Regions from separate parts of the Sus scrofa genome. Here region 1 is linked to region 2. A link is a contact called in public HiChIP or PLAC-seq data. All regions are on one chromosome and are shown on one strand. The core of a region is the stretch at or near the end of the contact, and the rest is flanking DNA. Distances in the headings are between cores, read along the strand shown.

Region 1 (4,707 bases), core at 11-2,510, 300 kb after region 2:
AGTCTTTCTGGACTTGAGTTTAAGCACGCATGTGTTCTTCTTTGTTCCAATGCATGGTGTCAGGAGACGGGGACAGGAAGCACTGTGGATTAACAACACCATTCCTCGAGGGGACTGTGATCAGACACAGCAGGGTGACAAATGCAATGAGACAGTGTCAATGAACTTCCGAAAATAACAGCCAATACGTTTCTGATCTTGAGCCAGGAGCTGAGCTGAACGCTTCTCTCTCTCTCTCTCTTTTTTTTTTTTTTGCGCCACACCCACAGCATATGAAAGTTCCCAGGCTAGGGGGCAAATTGGAGCTGTAGCTGCCGGCCTATGCCACAGCCACAGCAATGCCAGATCTGAGCTGTGTCTGTGGCTTACACCACATCTCATGGCAATGCCAGATCCTTAACACACAGCAAAGCCAGGGATCAAACCCTCGTCTTCATGCATACTGGTCGGATTCGTTACCACTGAGCCATGACAGGAACTCCAAAGCTGAACACTTCTTATGCATTTTATTTAACATGCCCATCTGTCCTCACCCCACAGCACCAATGAGGATAAAGAGATCAAGACACTCACCCAAGATCAGACAGCTGGGGAGGGTGGAGCCAGACACCCACCCAGAACTGATCTCAGGGTTTTTAACTACTGCCCTGCAGTGGTCAGCTGCTAGGACAGAGTGGGGAGGAGGGAATTTAGGTTTCAGGAAAGGTCTGGCAGAAGAGGGGACCACCAGCGGGGCTCTGAAGGATGTCAAGCCTCTTAGGGAATGAGAGTTCCCCTCTCCTGAATCCAGGGCACTGGTTTCCTAGGTGGAAAGGGATGGATACAGGGAACAAGTGCCCCGGCAACTCAGAAACGGCAGGCCACAGAGGCGCCAAGGGTCCAGGCTTCATGGGGTTTCATGGAGGAGGTGTGGGTGCCAGGCTCGGAGGGAAACAGACCAGTGAGGTGCAGCAGCCAGAAAGGGCTTGAGAACAACCTGAAACTGCCTTGAAATCAAGCTGACAGCAAAGCCCAGGCTGGCGAGGGAGGCCTCAGCAAGGCTGGGGCAGAGCAGGTGCGACGGGATGCACAGGAGGGAGAAAGGTGCTCTCTAACCCTGGGACCCAGGACGGGGAGGGAGCATGTGAGGAGGCGCACAGGCTCACTTACCCTGGAGCTCTTTGTCCGAGATGGCCTTGTCCCCCAGCACCCAGGGGCCATTCTCCCAGGTCAGCAGCAGCCCCACCAAGAGCAGCAGAGTCTTCATCTCGCCTGCTTCTCCAGTTCTGGAATTCTAGCACGCCTCTGTTTGTAGAGAACAAGGGACTGTCATGGTAACAGCCAGGCAGCCTGGGGGGTTTCCGCTCTAGCCTGCTGCCTGCAGAGGCTTCGGCTTCCCAGGCGCCCAGCAGAGGCCTTGCCCTCGGCTACCCCCTCAGCTGGCACCACTGCCCTTTATCTGGGGAAGTGACAAGAAAGGCTCAGACTTGCCACGGACAAGTGGAAGGAGTAGATAGAGGCAGGAACCACAGGACAGCAGCCTAATATAAGAACTCCAGAGTCACAGCCACCAGGCTCAGGTCCAAGCTGCCCTCCCCCTGTCCCCCTCCTCCTTCTCCCCCTTTTCCTCGTTCTCCTCCCTTTACCCTTAATAGCTGACTAAGCCTGAGCAAGGCACAATACTGTCTGCATCCAGGCAGGGCATCTATCTGCTGATACCTGCTCACATCAAACAAACTCTGAAAACACCTCTCTTGGGTCACTCATCTGGCCTCTCCCGTCCTCCCCCTGCCAAAGTGGGGACTGCAGTCCAGAGTGCAGACAGTCCAGGCCGCTGCTGTGTGCATCACCCATCCTGCCCCAGCAGACATCACCAATCAATCACAGCAGTTCCTCCCCCCTACCCCCTGCCCGCCTCTAAGCCTCAACACCTCCTGAAACTGCTTTTTCAGGGTCTGAGGCAGTGAGGACCTCAGACCTCTGGGTTAGCACATTCTAAGCCCACAGCAGGGTGTCTGCCAAGGTCCTCCCACCACCACTCGGCCAGCTGCCCTGAGCTCTGGACCAGCTGGTCTTACACAATGGACCCTTTCCCAGAAGCTGAAGCTGTTGCAAAACAGAACCCCCGTGCCCTGCACCTCCTCCCCAGAACCGCTAATCTGAACTCGCCCACTTCCCTGAACAGAACGGGAAGGGGGTCTCTCCTTCCTGAGATGGTGCACATCCAGAAGCTGCTCTCAGCTTGGCAGGCCCCCCTGGACCCTCGGGAGCATATTCATAAAGCAAACCTCTCCTGAGACATCATTAGCAAAGCAGCCGAGCTGTGGTTCTCAAGCAGCGTGGGAGAAGAGGGCGGGGTCACCACCTTCCCCAGAGATGGTGAGTGGGTGGTGGAGCCAGGCGCTAATTCAGGTGTCTCGGCTCTGCCCCAGCTGCTCACTGAGGCCTGAAACGCCTGGAGCAGGGACAGAGCCTTTGTCACACCAGAGAGAGAAAGCCAGCAAGAAACACCCCTGATGTTGTGTGGAGGCCCCTGATGGCAATGATTTCTGAGAAATCCATACATAAGCCTCTGATACCAGAAGACAGGGCATTGGGTCCTGAGAGGAAGGGAGGCAGGGCAGCCAAAGGCAAGAGCCCTTCATGAGGAGTCTGGAAAGCAGTGGTCAGTGTAGGATCTCCTACCAGGACTGGGACCACGGGAGCCATAGAGCTCCGAGCTGGGAAAGAAACCAGTCTCCTGTCCAATCCCTCCCCCTTGGAGGGGAAGCCAAACCCACAGACAGGATGGGGCTTCCCAAAGCCTGCAGCAAGTATGTGGCAGCCCCAGGATGAGGACCCAGCTCTCCCAATCCCCAGGCCAGTGTCCTTTCCTTAACACCAAGTCATTTAACTCTGAGTCTCAGTTTCTTCATCTGTAAAATGGACTTAATACAGACCTCAGAGATGCGAAGGGTCTAATGTGACCAGAGGAAACTGTGACTCCTTCAAAACTGGTCAACATTGGACCATTCGCGGGCATTGGCATTATCTATTGGGGAAGTGGCATCTTTGCAGAGGGACAGAACAGAAGCAGGCCCTCAAAGGCCACCTGCGGTCCCTCCCTGACTCTGTGGCTTTTCCTTAGTGAAATGATTGGCTTCTTTAAACTACCTACGAATTACCCAGGAGTCTCATTATAATGCAGATTCTGATTCAGAGTCTGCTTGCAGGTGATATTGATACTAGTCCAAGGACAGAGGGAGAACAGCGGCTGAGCAGCCAGACTGCCAGCCCTTTGCACAGACTCCCCTCCCCTCCCGGCTCCTGGCTGCCAACTGGTCTGATTGAACAAGCATCGCCCTCCTCCACCCCCTTCCAAAGCCATCCTTTCCCAGGCACTACAAGGCAGCTTCTTTCCCCCTGAGAAAGCCATGGGGAGGATGGTCACGCAGCTAATAAGCTGGGATTTAAAGCCTAGAGCCCAAGCTCCTCTCCCACCTCCCCAAATGTGGAAAACTCAACCAAAAAGAAAAAGGAGAAAATAATTCCCCTGTAATTCACACCATTGAGAGGCAAACATTAGCGCTGTGGTCTATTTCCTTCTATGTTCTATGCTTTTGCATATAATCAGATACTTTACATCCATTATCTGCACAAATTCTCCAAAAGCACACTTCTGTGCCTGTGTAAATAGTCCTTTTTCTGACTACTTTATTTTGCCATCCCACAAGGCTGGGCATTTAAATCGTCTCTAATTTCCTACTGTTGTTATAATGAACGCTCTCTTGAGCATCCTTTTATAGTATCTGTATTTACTCTTAAATCCCTAACTTCACTCTTAATAATAATCAGCCCTTTTTTTTTTCTTTAGGTCAAGAAATTCTGGAAGGTCAAGGCTCGGATTCTAATTCCAATTTCGATACCTCTTCCCTCTTTATCTTTGGATAAACGGTCCTAAACCTCTCCTGGTCTCAGATTATTATCTATAAAATGAGACAGTTGAATCAGATGTCGAAGTCTGATGGAGGTTGTGTGACGTTTCTCTGATGTACCTTGGTGCATTAGGAAGCAGAGAGAATAGGATTTAAGTGGTTATAACATATTCGTAAAGCAAAACGTCATACTTCTAAACACACTATTCAGAGAACTGGAGAATTCTGAAGCAAACAAGATGACTCATGCATACAGGCAGACAACCACCCCTGGAGATGGGTACCTTTCCACACAAGATGCTGCAAGAAGGCTCTAAGAGCTGGCTAGAGCCCTCCAAGTCCCGGTTTCCACACCTTTTCAAAAGGAGGATCATTACACCTGTCTTCTGTATCCCTACAGAATTACGGTTGGAGCTAATGAACAAAGGGCTTCCTGAGTCCCTGCCTGTACGCTGACTCCAGCAATTGGGTCCCCGGCTCGGCTGCCTGGTGATGGGGCTTCGGCCACCTCCCTTCCCTGAATCCCCTGACTCCATCCAAAGCGCCCCACTGACAGCCCTGTGACTACCAGCGATCCTCCTCTCCCCGCCTGGCTGCCACCCGCGCCCGCTCATCGGTCCCGGAGGAGCCCTGCGCAGGAGCAGGAAAGGTGGGGACATCTCACCAGTCAGCGGTGCCCGCGCGCTCCTCTGGCGACTCCGCGTGATGAACACAGTGAGGCGCCCGTATTTATAGCGCTCTGCTGGGTATACACCCACTTTGGGGCTGGCTGCAAACCTGCATGACTCACGCCCAAAGAATGCCGTAGAAAGCA
Region 2 (4,871 bases), core at 861-3,360:
GACTTGATCCATGGTGACCCCTACCTTGACCCCAGCCCCCAGAATGCCCAGCACTTACTTCAGCTGTCCCAAATCAGGACCTGGCGCTCCTGCCAGGGGAAATGAGAAAAAGCATTGCTGAGGACCACTGTTAAACAAATAAGGGGACAGCAGTTATAGGCTTATCCTACTGCTGAGCTACTGTGGTGTTCAAAGGAGCATGGTGCTGACCTTCCCCTCCACTTGAACTCTGTCAAAATATATATCAACTGTCAACTTTGGACATTTCTTAAGAAAGACATGAAAACAGAGTAAAACAGTGGCTGGAGACCAGGCACTCAGAGTCCTTGCAGTGCCCCCTTTGGAATATACTCACCTTCTTACCAGCTAACCAGTGTTCTCCAAACTATGGGTCTAGCCTATGTATTAGCAGGTGATGAAATAAATTAGTGTTTCACACTCTGTGCAGGTTTTATTTATTTATTTATTTATTTAGGGCCACATCCGCAGCATCTGGAGATTCCTAGGCTAGGGGTCCAATTGGAGCTGTAGCCGCCAGTCTAAGCCACAACCACAGCAACACAGATCAGAGCAGTGCCTGCAACCTGCACCACAGTTCACAGTAACGCTGGATCCTTAACCCACTGAGCGAGGCCAGGGATCAAACCCAAGTCCTCATAGATGCTAGTAGGGTTCCTTAACCGCTGAGCCACAACAGGAACTCCCATGCGCAATTTTTAAAATAAAACGACACCAAGTGTCTAAGCACAACAGACATTTTCACAGAACTTTTGTTACAACTGATACAGAGCATCATACATTCACATGGCTGTTCTGGGTCATAACGGAAAAAATATTTGCTATGGGCCAGCTAAGGTCAAAAGATCTGAAAACTGAGCTAGCGAATCCTTATTTCCTGATCACTTTTCCTTCATGTTACTCTTGCCCTGTTAAGTGCTTCTTTATTTATAGCCACTTAAACTCTACTCATCAGAGATGCCTAGAGTGATTCAGAACAGTCCAGCTGGCCTGGGCCCAGAGGCCTCCCCACAGCTACACAACACATGGGGCCACCTCGAGAAGGAGGTGACCGATGTGGGGAGATCTAAAGACTCCACATCCCTGGCCAGGTCTTGTGGTCCTGTGCCTTTACCCAGACTGTGCCAAGTTTCAGGGTTGCTGGGCTTACCCACACCTATGCTTCTTCAGGGGCGTGGGCTACACCCAGCGGGTAGAAAGGGGGCAGCGTGGTCCCAGCCCTTCAGAGGTGGGCGGGGCTGTCTTGAGAGCTTCCTATTGTAACCCCAATTCTCACATTTCCTGTTGACATTCTCTCCCCTCCCCTCTTAGGTACCCAAGAGCGGGCCTTAATGAAGAAGGCAGCCTCTGTAGGTTATCAGCGTCAGGGAGTGGGGGTCCCGAGAAGGCACCAGCAAGCTAGCAGTAAGAGGGGCAGGACCGAGCACACACCGCTCTGGCAGGCGGGAGTGCAAGGGTAGCAGAGTCAGGGTGCTGGGTTCCAGTCCACGTGCGCCCTCAGCCACCTCCCTCACGCGACCTCGCTTACCCGGAAGTCGTGGGCAGTGTCCTTCACCGGCTGCACCCGATGTCCCTGGTGCCGGGGATCGGCCTGGCACGAGCAGCAGAGCAACTCCTTGTCGTCGAGGCAGAAGAGGCTGAACTGGCCGCGGTGCAGGCGGCAGAGGCGCGGGGAGCGGTGGCCGGTCCAACGCGCGCCCTCGGCCTCCTCGCGCAGCAGCTTCTCCACCAGGTTGTTGAGGGTGTGGTTGGGGCGCAGGTCGGAGGGAGCCGCGCGGTCCTTGCACACCGGGCAAGTGGGCGCCACCTGCACCTCCCAGCAGCGGGTCACACACCCGCGGCAGAAGTTATGGCCGCAGCGCAGAGTCACGGCGTCGCGAAACGGGTCGTAGCAGACGGCGCAGAGGAGCTCCTCCTTGAAGGAACGGGAAGGCCCGGGGGACGCGGCCGGGCCCGGCTCCATTGCCGGGTCTGCGGGCTCCAACGCCGGCAACTTTCACTCACGCCCCTCCCACCTGCCTCGCGGCTCCCGGGACCTTGCGGAGAGGGGCACACAGCCCCTTCCGCTCGGGAGCACTGAGCGACAGCAGCGCCAACCAATAGCGCACAGGGCGTAGTCGGGAGACTCCGCCCAGTTCCGGTCGGCGCGGGGCGGGAGGAATCCCGGAAGAGCGGGGCGGGGCCTGTATGCTCCGCAGTTCCCGCCATTCCCTTGTTGGCCCGCTAGTTTTAGCTGGGAAGTAAGTCCCCTTCCAGTCTGTGGGGTTCCGAGTCACTGAAACCTACTTCCGATTTCAAATGGGAAATGAAGTCTAGGAGTCTCTTCGTTAACCAATCCCCGGAAATCTCAGGCATGTGAGGTGGAAGGAGCCAGAGGTCCTTATTTCTGGTTCCGAAGTGGAGTCTACCTTACCTGGTCGTTAGCGTGTCCACTACTTGCAGTGCTATTTCAAAGATCTTTGCCCACTCTTGCATTAGTTGTTTACTTATTTTGGCCAGTTTTGTGCTTGCCCCCTGGGGTAAGGCAGAACCGAGTGAGAGAAAGGGGCCCTGGAAGACCTCTGAGAAGACCCCATTCTTATCCCGTGGTTGAATAAGTGGGCAAGTCACAGTCTTTCCAACCTATGTCCTCGAGAGTGAAACGGAGATCAAGGACGTCTGCAAAGTTATCTATGGGAATTAGCATCCAGGCTGAATTCTTCATGCCAGTTACAGCAGGCATGAGGCTCTCCAACTCCCCGTTCCTGCCACAGGTTGACGTAGGATTCTTTTCCCCTGACACACTTTCATTTCCGGTTTGCGTTGGAAGACAAAGTCCACATGGCTCAAGTTCCTGTATGGGAGCAGAGACTGCATTTATAAGACTTATTTTTCAAGGATGTTCCTATGATAAACAGCTTGGGAAGACAGAAATAATGTCTCCTTCCAGGCAAAGATCTGGCAATCTGACTCCTCATTATAAAAGATTCATTCAGGTTCCCTAAGCTTCCTCCTGTGGCCCACAGGTTCCCAAAAGGCTTGTGGGAATTAAGGGTCAAGAAACTGGCTCAAGTGACTATAATCTGACTACCATCCTTTGTCTCTGACCCAGAATTCCTGTTGGATTAAACTATCCTTTGTCTCTGACCCAGAATTCTTATCTACCAGCATTCCTAAGACTGTGGCATGCTGACTTGGAATACTGAGAGAAAAAAAAAAAATGTAAAACATAAAAGTTGAGAATTATGTTTTGTTTCTTGGACAAAACTGAGGACTTAAGCCCAGGACACAGTATGTCACTCTGAAAGACTGCTCCAAAGAGGTAAGAGAGGGGCCAGGACATACTGGAGTTCTTGCAACAAAGACCAGGTTGTTGGAATTTCAAAAGATTACTGTTAATTAAAAAAAAAAAAAAAAAAAAAAACAGACATCTCAAGTTAAGGAATTTTACACTTTTCTGTGTATGGGAAATTCCAAGAGTCTGGGCTCGCTGAAATCCTTTGATAATGCACCTCAGCAGTCTGGGGCCAGTATCCTGTGGTTTTTCATCCTGAGTTTCCTCAGGCCCTGTCTGAAGCTGGCTGTAGCCGTTGACTGCTAGATGGCATCCTCTTTTGATCCTGAGTTCCTTCAGGGCTCATCATCAGGTCAGCATTGATGTGATGGCTTGATAGCTGCAACATCTCTTGTTTACTGATATGGCACACAACATTTTTTTCATTATGCATGTTAACATGCAAGTAGGCCAAAATCTCGGGCCCTTGATAGTCCTAGACAATTTCCTTCCAAACTTTTAGTCAGAATAGCCCTTTTCCCACAATACCACGGAGATGGATGCCACCAATTCTTACTGCTTTCTGCAGTGTTTCTTATGCATGGTCAGTGATCCTCCTGCAATAACCTGGGCTTTCTAAAAGCACAGATTCTTGAACGTACTTTTATCTACTTGCCTCTTTGGGGAGGGGGCAGGAACCTACATTTTGCACATGCCCTCCAGATGATTCTCAGGTACACTAAAGTTTGAGACCAATTGCTCTAGATCTACTCATCTAGTTGGTCTCCAGCTATGCTTATTGGTTCAAAAATTAACCTTAGAGGCAATATCTGGAAAGGCCACAAGATGGGGCTAATAACCCCACATTCTAGGCACTCCTCTGGAGTATCTAGTTTCTCCTAGTCTTATTTTCTTTAACTCTTTTATCTGTATGTCCCAGTTGCTCTGTGAATATGTTTTGCTATCTGTTTCATGCCATTCATATGATTTTCTTTGTTCGTTTTGTTGTTTTTTTCCTAGGACTCTTGAGTAGGACCACCAAACAAAACAAGAGTAAAGAGTTGACGTTCCCGTCGTGGCACAGTGGAAACGAATCCAACCAGGAACCATGAGGTTGTAGGTTCGATTCCGGGCCTTGCTCAGCGGGTTAAGAATCCAGCGTTGCCATGAGTGTAGGTCGCAGACATGGCTTAGATCTGGTGTTGCTGTGGCTCTGGCGTGGGCCAGCAGCAACAGCTCCAATTAGACCCCTAGCCTGGGAACCTACATAGGCCGTGGGTGTGGCCCTCAAAAGACAAAAAAAAAAAAAAAAAAAACACCCAAATGTATTGCTTTTTTTTTTCTTTAAGAAGAATACAAAGGTTACCGTCAAACCAATAAGGTCCTCCAGTCTTTCTGGAAATCCGGAAAAGACTTGGTCCTATTCCAAGCCACACCGGGGCCAGGGGCAGCCTGGGGCATGACCTAGGGCATGTTATTTTACTTTTCTTACTTCCTTTTCCTCAACCGTTAAAGGAAAGATTGGACAAATTGCTTCAAATTCTCACTAGCTCAGACACTCTGGACTTTTTTGATTCTGTGCATAATTTCAGGAAAGAGG

The links. HiChIP or PLAC-seq counts read pairs in DNA pulled down with a chosen protein or histone mark.
Region 1: a contact with region 2 is called in an H3K27ac HiChIP or PLAC-seq map of skeletal muscle, with 4 times the contacts expected there. The contact joins the promoter of CLU here to the promoter of TRIM35 in region 2.

Annotation. Positions count from the first base shown.
Region 1 is chr14:11,347,732-11,352,438 of Sscrofa11.1, forward strand. CLU (clusterin) reads right to left here and starts at 1,261. Exons shown (of 8, transcript NM_213971.1): 1 at 1,150-1,261. The coding sequence starts at 1,246.
Region 2 is chr14:11,049,793-11,054,663 of Sscrofa11.1, forward strand. TRIM35 (tripartite motif-containing protein 35) reads right to left here and starts at 2,111. Exons shown (of 7, transcript XM_001928380.5): 1 at 1,547-2,111. The coding sequence starts at 1,981.